2 separate regions of the Triticum aestivum genome follow, and region 1 is linked to region 2. A link is a contact called in public Hi-C data. All regions are on one chromosome and are shown on one strand. Each heading gives the region's core, a stretch centred on a gene start, on an enhancer-like site or on the middle of the called end of the contact. The rest is flanking DNA. Distances are from core to core; before and after follow the strand shown.

Evidence for each region. Hi-C and Micro-C count contacts between places; a contact is called where the count stands out from the background.
Region 1: a Hi-C map of leaf shows a contact between it and region 2, with 5 times the contacts expected there. The contact joins the promoter of LOC123163849 here to the promoter of LOC123164840 in region 2. A contact is called at or near these places in 2 of 5 Hi-C or Micro-C datasets (both in leaf) and 1 of 1 datasets of contacts at active chromatin or transcription factors (leaf).

What each region holds. Positions count from the first base shown.
Region 1 is chr7D:399,984,203-399,990,680 of IWGSC CS RefSeq v2.1, forward strand. It overlaps LOC123163849 (polyadenylate-binding protein-interacting protein 11), which reads left to right and starts at 4,915. Exons shown (of 10, transcript XM_044581236.1): 1 at 4,915-5,734; 2 at 5,846-5,974. The coding sequence starts at 5,423.
Region 2 is chr7D:399,584,858-399,591,245 of IWGSC CS RefSeq v2.1, forward strand. LOC123164840 (60S acidic ribosomal protein P1) reads right to left here and starts at 1,811. Exons shown (of 4, transcript XM_044582433.1): 1 at 1,687-1,811; 2 at 1,504-1,605; 3 at 1,293-1,416; 4 at 497-831. The coding sequence starts at 1,572. The coding sequence ends at 692.

The DNA.
Region 1 (6,478 bases), core at 3,665-6,164, 400 kb after region 2:
TGTGGTCCTTCCCGAATACCTTCTTGAATGCTTGGGCATCCTTCGGCGTGAACCCCTCCTCATCAACTTCTTCATCGGGACCATCGTCATCCGAGTCCGATGCATATGCACGGGAAAAAGGGATGGATTGGTCCATTATCTCTTGCACATGATATTGGTCGAGATCACCCACATTGTTGTCATGGAGATCAACTTCGTTGTCATCCTCCTCGTACTCATCATTCTCCTCTTCAAAAGCTTCATTTTGGTTGTTTGGAGTCGGGCTCAATGTTGGCCAATCTTGTTGCATGAAATGAGGTTCACTCATTTGATCTTGGTTAATGGGTGGGGGAGTGCTAACAACCAACGGGGAGGGGTTCCGATTCAAGTCCAAATTCAAAGTAGACTCAACCTTCTTGGAGGCAAATAACTCAAAAGCCTTGTCTAGAGATTCGGCAACCGTCTTCTTGTATGCAACCCAACGTCGCTCGGAGTTCACACGCATTGTCTTCCAACGGATGTGCATTCCAAAACCAACATTATGCCTTCCCTCGAACTCAACAACGTCACTTGGGTCCATCCAATTCAAATCCTTCCTCACTTGGTCCAAGAGCTCCGCATAGATAGGACTACTCTCAAACAACATGTCAAGCTCATCCGAGTCCACCTCAACATTGCCTTTCAAAAAGGCCTCTTTATCCACATGATGAACATAAACACATGTTCTCCCCATCCCTACAATAATAAAAAACACACATATATCAAGTAAGTATTTAACAAAAATATTTGCACAAACACACATATATGAATTAATAACCATAACCCCCACTTAACAATAACCACAATCCTAACCATAGGATAACCCTAACACCAACATCAAACACACATAACCCTAACCCTAGCATACTATGAAAGCCTAACCATACCAAATTAGCAAAGAAACATAACATCATTCAACACAAATTTGCAAATCCAAGCCAAAGCTAGGGTTTCCCCAAAGTAGCAAGATTTGAGCAAATGTGGCAATTCCTATGGATGAAAACAAGGGGATCGGAGGAGATTACTTTAAGGGAGGGGTTGGCTTCGAAATCCACGGTCAAATACTCCGGATTTGCAAGATTTGAGAAGGATTTGAGAGGGGGGGAGAGGGGAAGAGAGGAGGGGCGCAAGTCTAAGGGTTTGGGTGGGGTGGGGGTGTGTGGGGTGGGGGTGGGAGGGGAGAGAGGGTGGGGCCAGCCTAAGTGGAACACAGACTGTGCAGCGCCTAAGAGACGGGCGCTGCACATTACAAGTGTGGCGCCTAAGCCTTAGGCGCTGCAGTGCTGTCTGTGGGGCCGTAACTGGACCAGGGCTGCCACGCTGGCAGGAGGTGCGACGCCTAAGGCAGAGGCGCTGCATAGTAGTGTGCGGCGCCTAGATGTCGGGCGCCACACGGAAGGGTCAGCAGAGTGAATTTTTTTCGAAAGCAGGTCAGTTTGTGATTTGATTTTGCCCTCAGGTCAAATATGTGATTGGTCACGAAGAAACAAGGTCGCCATGCATGCTTCGGATATTCTCATGCACCAACCATCTCATACTCCTACACGGATACACCCTTCTGCAGTGCAAGCTACTGTATATCATTTCCCTCCATGCATGCTTCTCATCTTCCCATGCGCATGCGATGTCAAGTACTCGTAGAAACACTGCAGCGGTAGAGTTTTTTTTTTTGCGAATTGCAGCAATAGAGAGAACAGCTTTGCGTGGCGGAGCAGCGGATCCCAACCTGTTTTTTCTTTGCGGATCCCAAGTTCCCAACCGAATGGCGCCCCACGCGACGCAGCCGTGCGTGACGTCGCCCCTCCGTGCTTCTGCCTGCCCCATCATTGACACGGCCAAGGAAAACGTAGCCCGGGGACGAGTACAGTACCCAGCTTTGGTCTGCACCCTGCCCCCTCTCTCCTGCAACGGACACGCACGCACCACCTAACAGAATCAAAATACTTTCTTCTCTCGAAACAAGCAAATAAATAAACATGTAGGAGTAAGTTGGAAGGTACGCAGTTTTGTAATTCAAAGATCAGATGCTTCCATTTTAATTTATTCTTTGAAATTCTGATATCAGACGCTTGCAATTTAATTTTTTCCTAAACATGTCAAGCAAAATCAAAGTGAAGCATCTTTTTTGTGTGTGTTCATGGTGAGTGTCCTACACAATTTCCACTTGTTCCCTCCACGTACTTTACCATGCGTAAACATCAGTAAGTTGGAAGGTACACGGTTTTGTAATTCAAAGATCAGATGCTTCCATTTTAATTTATTATTTAAAATTCTGATATCAGATGCTTGCAATTTAATTATTTCTTAAACATATCAAGCAAAATCAATCAAAGTGAAACTTCTTTTTTTGGCAATTCATAGTGAGTGTCCTACGCAGTTTTCAGGTCTTCCTTCCACATACTTTACCATGTGTCCGCCTCATGATCGCATTTTGTTCGAGAGAGAAGATGATCTCAACCTTGTGCATATAGTGGTACGGTGGCTGTATAGCGCCGCTAGAGATGAGGCATGCAGCTGAAATCTAAGATAACCTTCATTTTTTTCTCTCTTCTTGGTCCCTCGGATCTCTTGAATTTGTATCCATGTCGGTCCGGGAATCAAAATGTTTCTTTTTGTAGAAGGAATAAAACTTCTTTAAGAGCTTGGAGGAACTAAACTCAAAAGGCAATTCCACCACAAATCACCAAATTGACTTCATTATATCTCCATTTTGAGTGCTAAATTAAAGGGTTCACCTACACCCCTATGCATGTGTAGATTTTCAGGGAACAACTAGCATGGCAATTTGTTACCACCATCCATTAAATTTATTTAAATTGTTTGTCCGCCCCTACTACATACATACACGATCTTTCATGGGTCTGATGCATCGGGCATGGACGATGCTGTCGACGCAAGCCCGAAACGAGACAAAGCGGGGACATGTCGCATGCCCAACAGTAGCCGACAATATAGGCGTTTAAGATGCTCAGTGGTTGGGGTGCATGCCAATGCTCGAGAAGAAGTTGGATCCGACATTGCAGAGGAATGCCTAGGCGTCGCTGACCGACGAAAAAGACAACTGTGTTAGGCGTTTGGCGGAAAGGCGACAAGGCATCGTCGGTGACTGGCGGTGGTGAAACCATGGAATCCAACTATTCAACCAGTAGCGGCGCATGGTTCGCTAGTTAGCGATACACATGGTGGTGACTGCGGGCTGGTGGTCTTTCCCTTTCCTATAGCAAAGTGATGCAGATGTTGTCAGGAATTCTAGCTGAAAACTAAGAGAGCCTTCATTTTCTCTCTCTTCTTGGTCCCTTGGATCTCTTGAATTTGTATCCATGTCGGGCCGGGAATCAAAATGTTTGTTGCTCGAGAAGAAGTTGGATCCGACATTGCAGAGGAATGCCTAGGCGTCGGCGACCGACGAAAAAGACAACTCTGTTAGATGTTTGGCAGAAAGACACCACAACATCTTTAGTCAGCGATGGTGAAACCATGGAATCCAGCTATTCGACCAGTACCGGCGTGTGGTTCGTTAGTTAGCGGCACAGAGGGCGGCGACTGCGGTGTGGTGATCCTTCCCTTCCCTGTAGCAAAGTGATGCATATGTTGTCAAGAGTTCCAGCTAAAACCTAAGAGAACCTTCATTTTATCTCTCTTCTTGGTCCCTCGGGTCTCTTGAATTTGTATCCATGCCGGACCGGGAATCAAAATGTTTCTTTTTACAGAAGGAATAAAACTTCATTAAGAGTTTGGGGGGAACTAAACACAAAAGGCAATTCCACCACCATCACCAATTTGACTTCATTACATCTCTATCTTGAGTGCTAAATTAAATGATTCACCTCCACACCCGTGCATGTGTAGATTTTCAGGGAACAACTAGCATGGCAATTTGTTACCACCTTCCACTAAAATTATTTAAATTGTTTGTCTGCCCCCACTACATACATACACGGTTTTTCATGGGTCTGATGCAGCGGGCATGTATGGTGTTGCCGGCGCAAGCCCGAAATGAGACAAAGCTGGGCATGTCGCATGCCCAACAGTAGCCGCCAATAGAGGCGTTTAAGATGCTTAGTGGTTGGGGTGCATGCCAATGCTCGAGAAGAAGTTGGATCCGACATTGCAGAGGAATGCCCGAGCGTCGCCGACCGACGAAAAAGACAACTATGTTAGACGTTTGACGGAAAGGCGGCACGACATCGTCGTAGACTGACGGTGATGAAACCATGAAATCCAGCTATTCAATCAGTACCGGCGCGGGATTCGCTAGTGAGCGGTACACGGAGGCAAATTTGACAAATTTGACCTATAGACGAAATCAAATCACAGAATGAACTATCCGTGAAACTATTTCACGCGGCTGACCTTTTTGTGTGACGCCCGACACGAAGGCGCCACACTACACTGTGCAACGCCTCACAGTTAGGCGCTACACGGCCAGCGTCGCACCTGTGTGATCCGAAAATTACTAAGTTAGTGTGCAGCGCCTGAGAGCTAGACGCCACACTGTATAGTGTGGCGTCTAGCTCCCAGGCGTTGCACTAGTGCAGCGCCTGAGAGCTAGGCGCCACGGGTCAGCCGCGTGAAATAGTTTCACGGACAGTTCATTCTGTGATTTGATTTCGTTTATAGGTCAAATTTGTCAAATTTGCCGGACGGGCGACTACGGTGCGGTGGTCCTTCTCTTGCGTGTAGCAAAGTGATACTGATGTTGTCAGGAATTCCAGCGGCCGACTGTGAATTAGCAACGCTGAAATAAAGATGGACGTTTCATAAAACAAAAATGGCATTGTCCTTTGCGTCCAAGGGTGCTGAAATTCCCGAGCACAAGGGGGTGTTTCCCGCAAAAGCGCAGCCCGGCGGGCGGGGAATACGGGGGGAAGAGAGAGAAGGGAACAAAAGGAAAAGGAGGCAGCAGGCGGGCGGGCGGCTCGCCTCAGCCTCAGCCTCAGCCTCACCGTACCGGAGCAGCTCTCTCTCTCTCCTCACTTTCCCTCTCCTCCCGAAAAGGCAAAGCGGAAAGGAGGCAGCAAGAGAGAGAAAGAGGCAGCACGATACGAGTAACAACCAGGAGAGAGAAACGAGGAAAGAGAGAGGCAGAGGCACCTCCCTCCCCCTGCCGGCTTCCCCTGCTCTCCCCCTGCGCCGGTCGGCTGCAGCAGCTGCTGTCCCCTCCCCCTCCCCGATCCCCATGCTCTCCCTCCTCTCCTAGCCCGCCGCAACGACCAACCACCCTCCCCGCGGTTGGCTGTCCCCTTCGCCTCCGATCCGTCTCCGGGGATCGATCCGCACTTCCGCACCGCGCCGAGCCTATATATAACCCCCCACCATCCCCGCGCGCCTCCCGTCCCCGAACCTTCCAGAACCTCACCGAGCTCTCTCCCCCTCCGGCAGCAGGTTCTTCGTTCCCTTCGGGATGGCCGTAGTCGAGACCTCCGCCGACCACGTCGCCCCCGCCGCCTCCGACCACGGCGCCGCGCCGTACCGTGCCTCGTCGGAGGGGGGCGACGCGGGGGAGCGCGAGATGCGGGATCTGGAGGAGCTCCTCTCCAAGCTCAACCCCATGGCGGAGGAGTTCGTCCCGCCCTCGCTCGCCGCGCACCCCATGCCGCCGCCCCCCTACGCCGGCTACTACCCCAACGGCCCACCCGCAGCCGGCTTCGCGCCGGTCGCCTCGCCGGGCCACCGCGGGGTCGTTGGCTTCCCCGCCGCCGACGGCCGCGGCAGGGTAAGGAGACACGAGAGTCCTTGTTTGACCTTTTCGATCGCGTGGTGTTCCCGTTCGGCCTCTCTGTTTCTATCGCCGGTGTAAGTCTGATCTGCTCCTTCCTGCGCGCAGAAGAAGTTTGGAGGGTACGGCGGCGGCTACCCCCACGGCGGCAAGCGGCGGGTCAACAGCCGCACCAGCCAGGCGCAGCGCGACGAGGTGATCCGCCGGACGGTCTACGTCTCCGACATCGATCATCAGGTCAGCCCACGGATCGATGCCCGCACCTTCCTCTCTTGATTCTGCCTGTGACGAGCCTCCTTCGCCCGTCCCTTATTAGACTCTGATATATCCATTCACGTTACCTCCGCAACCGCAAAGAGTTTGTTCACCTGTTGATTGGTTTGATATCATTTTTCTACGTTCCTGTTACTGGTTGTCATGATCGCTCAGCTAGACTTCGGGTTGTGTGACTTCTGTCGGGCACGTGCTGTTCAGATGGGATAAAACGTTAGCAGGATTGAGATCATAAGATGGGATGGGGCTGAGAGCAGGTGGATACTGGATACGCCAGCGGTTGCTCCTTTTGATCATCCTTTTCTTGTTTCGATAGATTTGGATGCCACTTCTCACTGTAGTAAGTTTTGCAGTTCTTGGTCATTACTTTTGTATGGAGTCTAGAAAGTCGCATGACTATTTTGCCATTTATGTGCTTGGGCGACGTGCAGCTAACCTGTACTCATCTACTGTGTTCTTATCCGATTT
Region 2 (6,388 bases), core at 561-3,060:
TCATGGATTTTAGAATTAGTTACAGAATTGAAGTAAAATCAGCATATGAAATTTCAAGGTAAGCCGATCTACTCATGTTGAGATTCAAAGACCTCCTTTGGTTTAGAGGAATCTTATTATAGATTTCTATAAAGGAATTCTTCCTATCTTTCACATTTCATAGGAAAATAAGGTCTAAAGGAATGAAACCCATGGCACACTTACTATAAACCTAGCTTAAATTTTTCTCCCCCAAACATATATAATGCGGTTGTTACGTAAGCTGCAAAATTACCGTGCAAGCTCCAGTACCTCATACGTTTACCCACAGAATAGAAACACCTGACTTGGACATACACAAACAGATGGAAACAGATATTACTAGCAGATTTAGGTCCATATAATTAATCAACAGACAGATTCAAAAAGCAGTCAACCAAGCACAGAGCATCAAAAGCTGGTGACGACACAATCAGTAGGGTAAAACAAGCAATGGCTTTTCAACCGAGCACCAAACTAAAGCTGAAGGCACATAATGTAGAACCATTTTCATTCTAAAAAGACCATCCCAAGGTGGTTTGCAGTACTCATTGCACAGATACTTAGGTCTCAACAGAATTACATATCAAATCCGCAAAATTCAACCTAAAAGCACATAAGATAGGTAATCTTTAGCATAGCAGATTCCACAGGAGAGCTGGAATTGAACTGCTTAGTCAAACAAGCTGAAGCCCATGTCATCATCGCTCTCTTCCTTGGCCTCCTCCTTTTTCTCTTCTTTCTTCTCTTCAGCGGCAGCAGCACCACCAGCAGCCGGGGCAGCAGCAGCAGCAGCTGGAGCACCACCTCCACCTGGAAACGAATCAAATTCGTTACTACATTGACAAAATAAAAGGCAGCAGTACACGTAAATGCAAAGCATAGAACCACTCCTGTTGCTGCTCATGATAAGTTACAATCAACCCGAATAGCATACTCATTCTCTACTATTACACTCCTCGAGATTGGTCAAACAGGGATGACAAAAAATTTACACGTGAAATTAAATTCAGAAAACAGAACATAGGTACATCTACAAGTCCTGCCTAGGAAGTCATCCTTCAATTTAATAATAAGTTGTCTAACATTAAGTGAAGCGATGGATTCTCTTATTGCACAGACTAACCAAGCAGCAGATCAAAGTACGTTCCATAAATTAGAGGCAGTGGCAACAATATGATATGTCTACTGTGAAGTACACAACGGGCCACGTGAATCAAAGCCTTGGATAAACTACAGAGGAATATAACACAGTGAGAGCGGGAGAGGTTTACCAGATCCGACGGAAAGGATGAGGTCATCGACGCTCCTCTTCTCCAGGAGCTTGGCGAAGAGCGCGGGCCAGTAGGCCTCAACCTTGATTCCGGCAGCCTTCACCACCGTCGCGATCTTCTCAGACTGCGTTGGGCCAAGCAACAACCCTCAGACAACGAAACAGACCAAGAATCGCGCAAAGAAGAGAAGGAACAAAGACGAACAACTTACAGTGATGGGGATCCCGTCATCGTGGAGGATGAGGGCGGCAAGGGTGCAGGCGACCTCGCTGGAAGACATGGCGACGGATTCTCACCGGAGCGGATCTGCGATCTGCAAGAGTAAAGACACGAAGAAAAGCATTGGGATTAGATGCAGCGTCAGGGGGGGGAGGGGAGGGGGGGCGGCTCTTACCTTGGGGAGGCGATGGAAGTGGAGGCGCAGGAGGCAGGGGGCTTCTAGGGTTTGGGGAGGCCCGGTGGGATGGGAATTTATAGGTGGTTCGTGCCGAGCACTAGGGTTTCGCGGTAGAAGTTTGGGCTGGACTGAACGGTCGCATGGGCCTTTGTGCGGATGCCGTGCAATGTGGTAAATGGGCCCATTGTTTCGTCATATGTGTGTTGGGTCTGTAGAAAAACTGGGCCTCTTTGATTGGAACTCCTCCTAATCGGCGAGAAGCGGCGCCTGCAGGATTCTTCTGTGGGCTGTTTCTACGACGGCCCATGGTTCGACTGTCGGAATCGTTTTCTCTTTCGTTAATGTTTCAGAGTCCTCCTCGTCAGCGCCTTCAGCGCCAGCAAGGGATCGTGGCGCCCGCGCGCGCCTCCTTCTGGGCCGGCCCATTAAACCATCGCTCCCTCTTCGCTTCCCTTCGTTGGCTCCCGCTCGATCGCTGGTCCCAGCTCGATCGTTTTTTTCTCTCGCCAAAAACTGCTACATTAGGTACTGATTTTCTTAGAAAAACCCAACCGGTTTACTACAGTATGTACTACAGTTTTTTAGGCAAATAATTCATCGATTTTGAAAAAAGTTCATCGAATTTAAAAAAAACAAAATTGAAAAAAGTTCACCAGAATTGAAAAAAAGTTCATCAGATTTGAAAAAAGTTCATCGAATTCTAAAAAAAGTTCATCGACTTTGAAAAAAGTTCATCGGTTTTGAAAAAAGTTCATCAAATTTCAAAAAAGTTCACCAGAATTGAAAAAAGTTCATCAGATTTGAAAAAAGTTCATCGAATTATAAAAAAAGTTCATCGGATTTGAAAAAAGTTCGTCGGATTTAAAAAAAGTTCATCGAATTTGAAAAAAATTCATCAAATTCTACAAAAAGTTCATCGACTTTGAAAAAAGTTCATCAAAAATGGAAAAAGGTCATTGAATTTGAACAAAAAATGTTCATCCATTTTGCAGAAAAAAACATGAAGAAAAAGAAAAATTCTCGAATTTGAAAAATAAACTTTGGAAAAAGGGAAAAAGGAAAGATGGAAGAAGAAAGGCAGGAAAAAGATGTAAAATATTACAGTGGGAGAGCTGGCGCGGTGGTAATTGCATCGTTCCTCGATGTTGAAGGTCCGAGGTTTGATTCTCCTCCAGCGCCCTTTTTTGCCTTATAAACATATAACCAAAGGGGTATAAACATATAACCAAAGGGGGGTGGGCCAGGCCCGTTAGTAGCGAAGGAAGGCAGGGGGTATGCGCCCGATTGTAAAATGAACTAAATCGGGCGCTTAAGGCGCCAAATAGGATTTGGCAATGTTTCACGATGTACTTTCGGTTCATTTTTAAAGAAGTTGCCAGAGCCCAAGTCTGTATGGATTTTAATGAAGTTTTGCATACAATGGGAGAAGGAAGGAGGAGCACCGAGAGCCCAAGTCTGTATGGATCGTTTCAAGGCTGCGTTAGAAAATTGTGAGTTGAAGGACATGGGTTTTGTTGGAGATGTGTTCACATGGCGAAATAATAACCATACTGCAGAAAACTATATCAGAGAGAGATTGGGCAGAGCGGTCGCGATGCCGACATGGTGTGACAGATTTCCTGGGTTCAGAGTGATCAATGGGGATCCACGCCACTCGGATCATCGTCCGATCATTGTGGAAACGGAGGGGCAGCAAAACTAGTTCAGAATTCGGCTCGGAGTTCGACACATCGCTTTGAGGCAAATTGGCTAGAGGAAGAGGGTTGTAGGGAGGTGATCCAGAATGCATGGAATATAGGTACGCGGGTAGAGGGGAAAGATTTGGCGGGGCGGTGAAAGAAGTGATGGGGCATGTGGTTGACTGGAGCAAAAATATTCTTGGTGATCTAGAAAAAAATCGGCAGAACTAAAAAGGAGCTAGAGATATGTAGGAGAGGAAGTATTTAAATTTAAACTTGGGGGACTAGAAGAACAAAGGGAGATGTACCGGAAGCAAAGAGCACATGTCCAATGGGTGAAAGGAGGTGACTGAAAAACAAAAAAAAATCATGCGGCGGCATCGGCGAGGAGGAGGAGAAATCATATCAGGAAGCTGAAGAAGGAGGATGGTAGTTTGGTGGAGGAGAGTGAGGCCATGAAAGGAGCAGTAACTCACTATTTTTAAAATCTCTTTACCTCCCATGCAGGTACCACAATGGGTGAATTACTAAGCCATGTTGTCTCACAAGTTACGCCACATATGAACAAGTCTCTCAATATGCCATATACTGAGGAAGAAGTGTCTGAAGCACTACAGAGTATCAGTGATCTTAAAGCACTGGGGCCAGATGGTATGCCGTCTATCTTCTATAGAAAGTGTTGGGACATAGTGGGTGATAAGGTGGGGGGGGGAGTGCTTAATGTTCTAAATGGTGGAGACATGCCAGGAGGGTGGAATGAAATGTGTGTAGTGTTGATCCCCAAAGTAAAAAAAACCGGAGTGCATGAAAGATCGTCGACCCATCAGTCTTTGTAACGTGGTCTATAAGCTAGTGTCCAAGGTTCTTGCCAATAGGTTGAAACAAAACCTTCCGAAAATCATTGCCCCTAACCAAAGTGCATTTTTACCGGGAAGGTTGATTACAGATAACATTTTGTTAGCCTATGAGTGTACGCATTATATGCAGAATAAAATGAGAGGAAAGGATGGGTATGCAGTTGTAAGATTGGATATGAGCAAGGCCTATGATAGGGTCAAGTGGAGTTTCTTGGAAGGGACAATTGCATTTTTACCCCTAGTTGGTTCCTACCCACGGGTTTTGCCCTTACTTTTCGAGCTTGCTCAGTTTTGCCCTTACTTATCGAGGTCCCTCGAATGCCCTTTGACCGTTTGACCAAAACTTTGAAAATTCATAACTAATTCATATGAACACAGAAAAATGCAAATAAGATATCAGAATGTTCAGATAAACATTACCTTTATGTGCATATCATTTGCATTCAGGACAAAAGCATCGTTTAAACTACCTGAGGTAGTTAATGTTATTAACATTATTAAAAATAAAAAGGTATAAACAATATTTTTTTCATGAATAAAAATTACATGCAAATGTAGGTGATGTTTTATGAACATCCTGATATCTTATTTGCATTTTTCTGAGTTCGTATCAACTTGTTATGAAGTTTACAAATAATGGTCAAAGTCGTTAGAACATTCATAACATGATGATATGAACTCGGAAAAATGAAAATAAGATATCTGGATGTTCAGAAAACATCACTTACATTTGCATGTAATTTTTACTCATGAAAAAAATATTGTTTATACCTTTTTATTTTTAATAATGTTAATAACATTAATTACCTTAGGTAGTTTAAAGGGTGCTTTTGTCCTGAATGCAAATGATATGCACATAAAGGTAATGTTTATCTGAACATTTTAATATCTTATTTGCATTTTTCTGAGTTCATATGAATTAGTTATGAATTTTCAAAGTTTTGGTCAAACGGTCAAAGGGCATTCGAGGGACCACGACGGAAAAAGTAAGGGCAAAACTGAGCAAGCTCGAAAAGTAAGGGCAAAACCCGTGGGTAGGAACCAACTAGGGGCAAAAATGCAATTGTCCCTTCTTGGAAATGATGATGACGAAGCTGGGCTTTGAGGAGAATTGGATTAAGAAGATTATGATGTGTGTTTCCACAGTGGCTTACCGATTTAAAGTTAATGGGGAGTGTATTGATGTGTTGATTCCCCAAAGAGGCCTTCGGCAAGGTGATCCCCATTCGCCTTACCTTTTCTTAAGATGTGGTGAGGGTTTCTCTTCCCTGTTAAATAAAGCCGAGATGAATGGAATCTAAAAGGGATTTGTTTAGCAACAAAAAATGGACAGGATTTAAAACTGACATGATTTTGAAGGAAGTTCCTCGGTATTGGTAATTGAACCTCACTATTGCTATATGTTTCTATCTCATACAAGAAAATTTCACGCAGAGCTTGCAAATCCACCTGTATGCAACCGTAGTATTTGTGGGGTTTCACTCTTTGTTTTTGTGGTACTTCTAAGATCTAGAAAAAAATTGGTAATGAGAAGAACCCTAAAACTCCCATCTCGTGGTGGTTTTGAGAATTTGCAAGAGGAAAACCCCAGTATCATGCATGGGGATGGAGCAGAGAATGACAATCATCTTAATTTGTAATTATTTAAATGCAATTCAACTAGCTATAATTTCAAAATGGCGTAGATGAGGAAAAATAAATTCCAAAGAAACTTGACGAAGAATAGAAGTTAACCTGAAATGAGTTCTAGGTACTTCAACAAATTTGTAGTCGAAGTCCTTAATGTTGAATGCGGTTTGGTTCGGTCACGACAAAGAATGTCTTAAATTTGTAGGCAACAATGCTTATGATAGTTGTGAATTTATCATGTCCAAAGCCGTCAGGATTCACAATATCAAAGTACCTCCCTGTTTCTAGGTTTGCGGTAATTACAATCACTACTTATCCTTAAAGCAAGGTAAGTGCACCTAGAGAAGAATAAAAGAGTTTTTTTTGTTAAAGATACTGTCTTACTCATACATTTTATGTAAAACGCTTTTTGATGGGGTATGATTCTTCAAGTTAGAGAACTTGCGAAATTGGCTTTTTTCCAGACTGAAGCCAACTTTTGCTTCACTTAAAAAGTCTCTACATATTGGATCTAAATGATCCAATAGAGGCCAC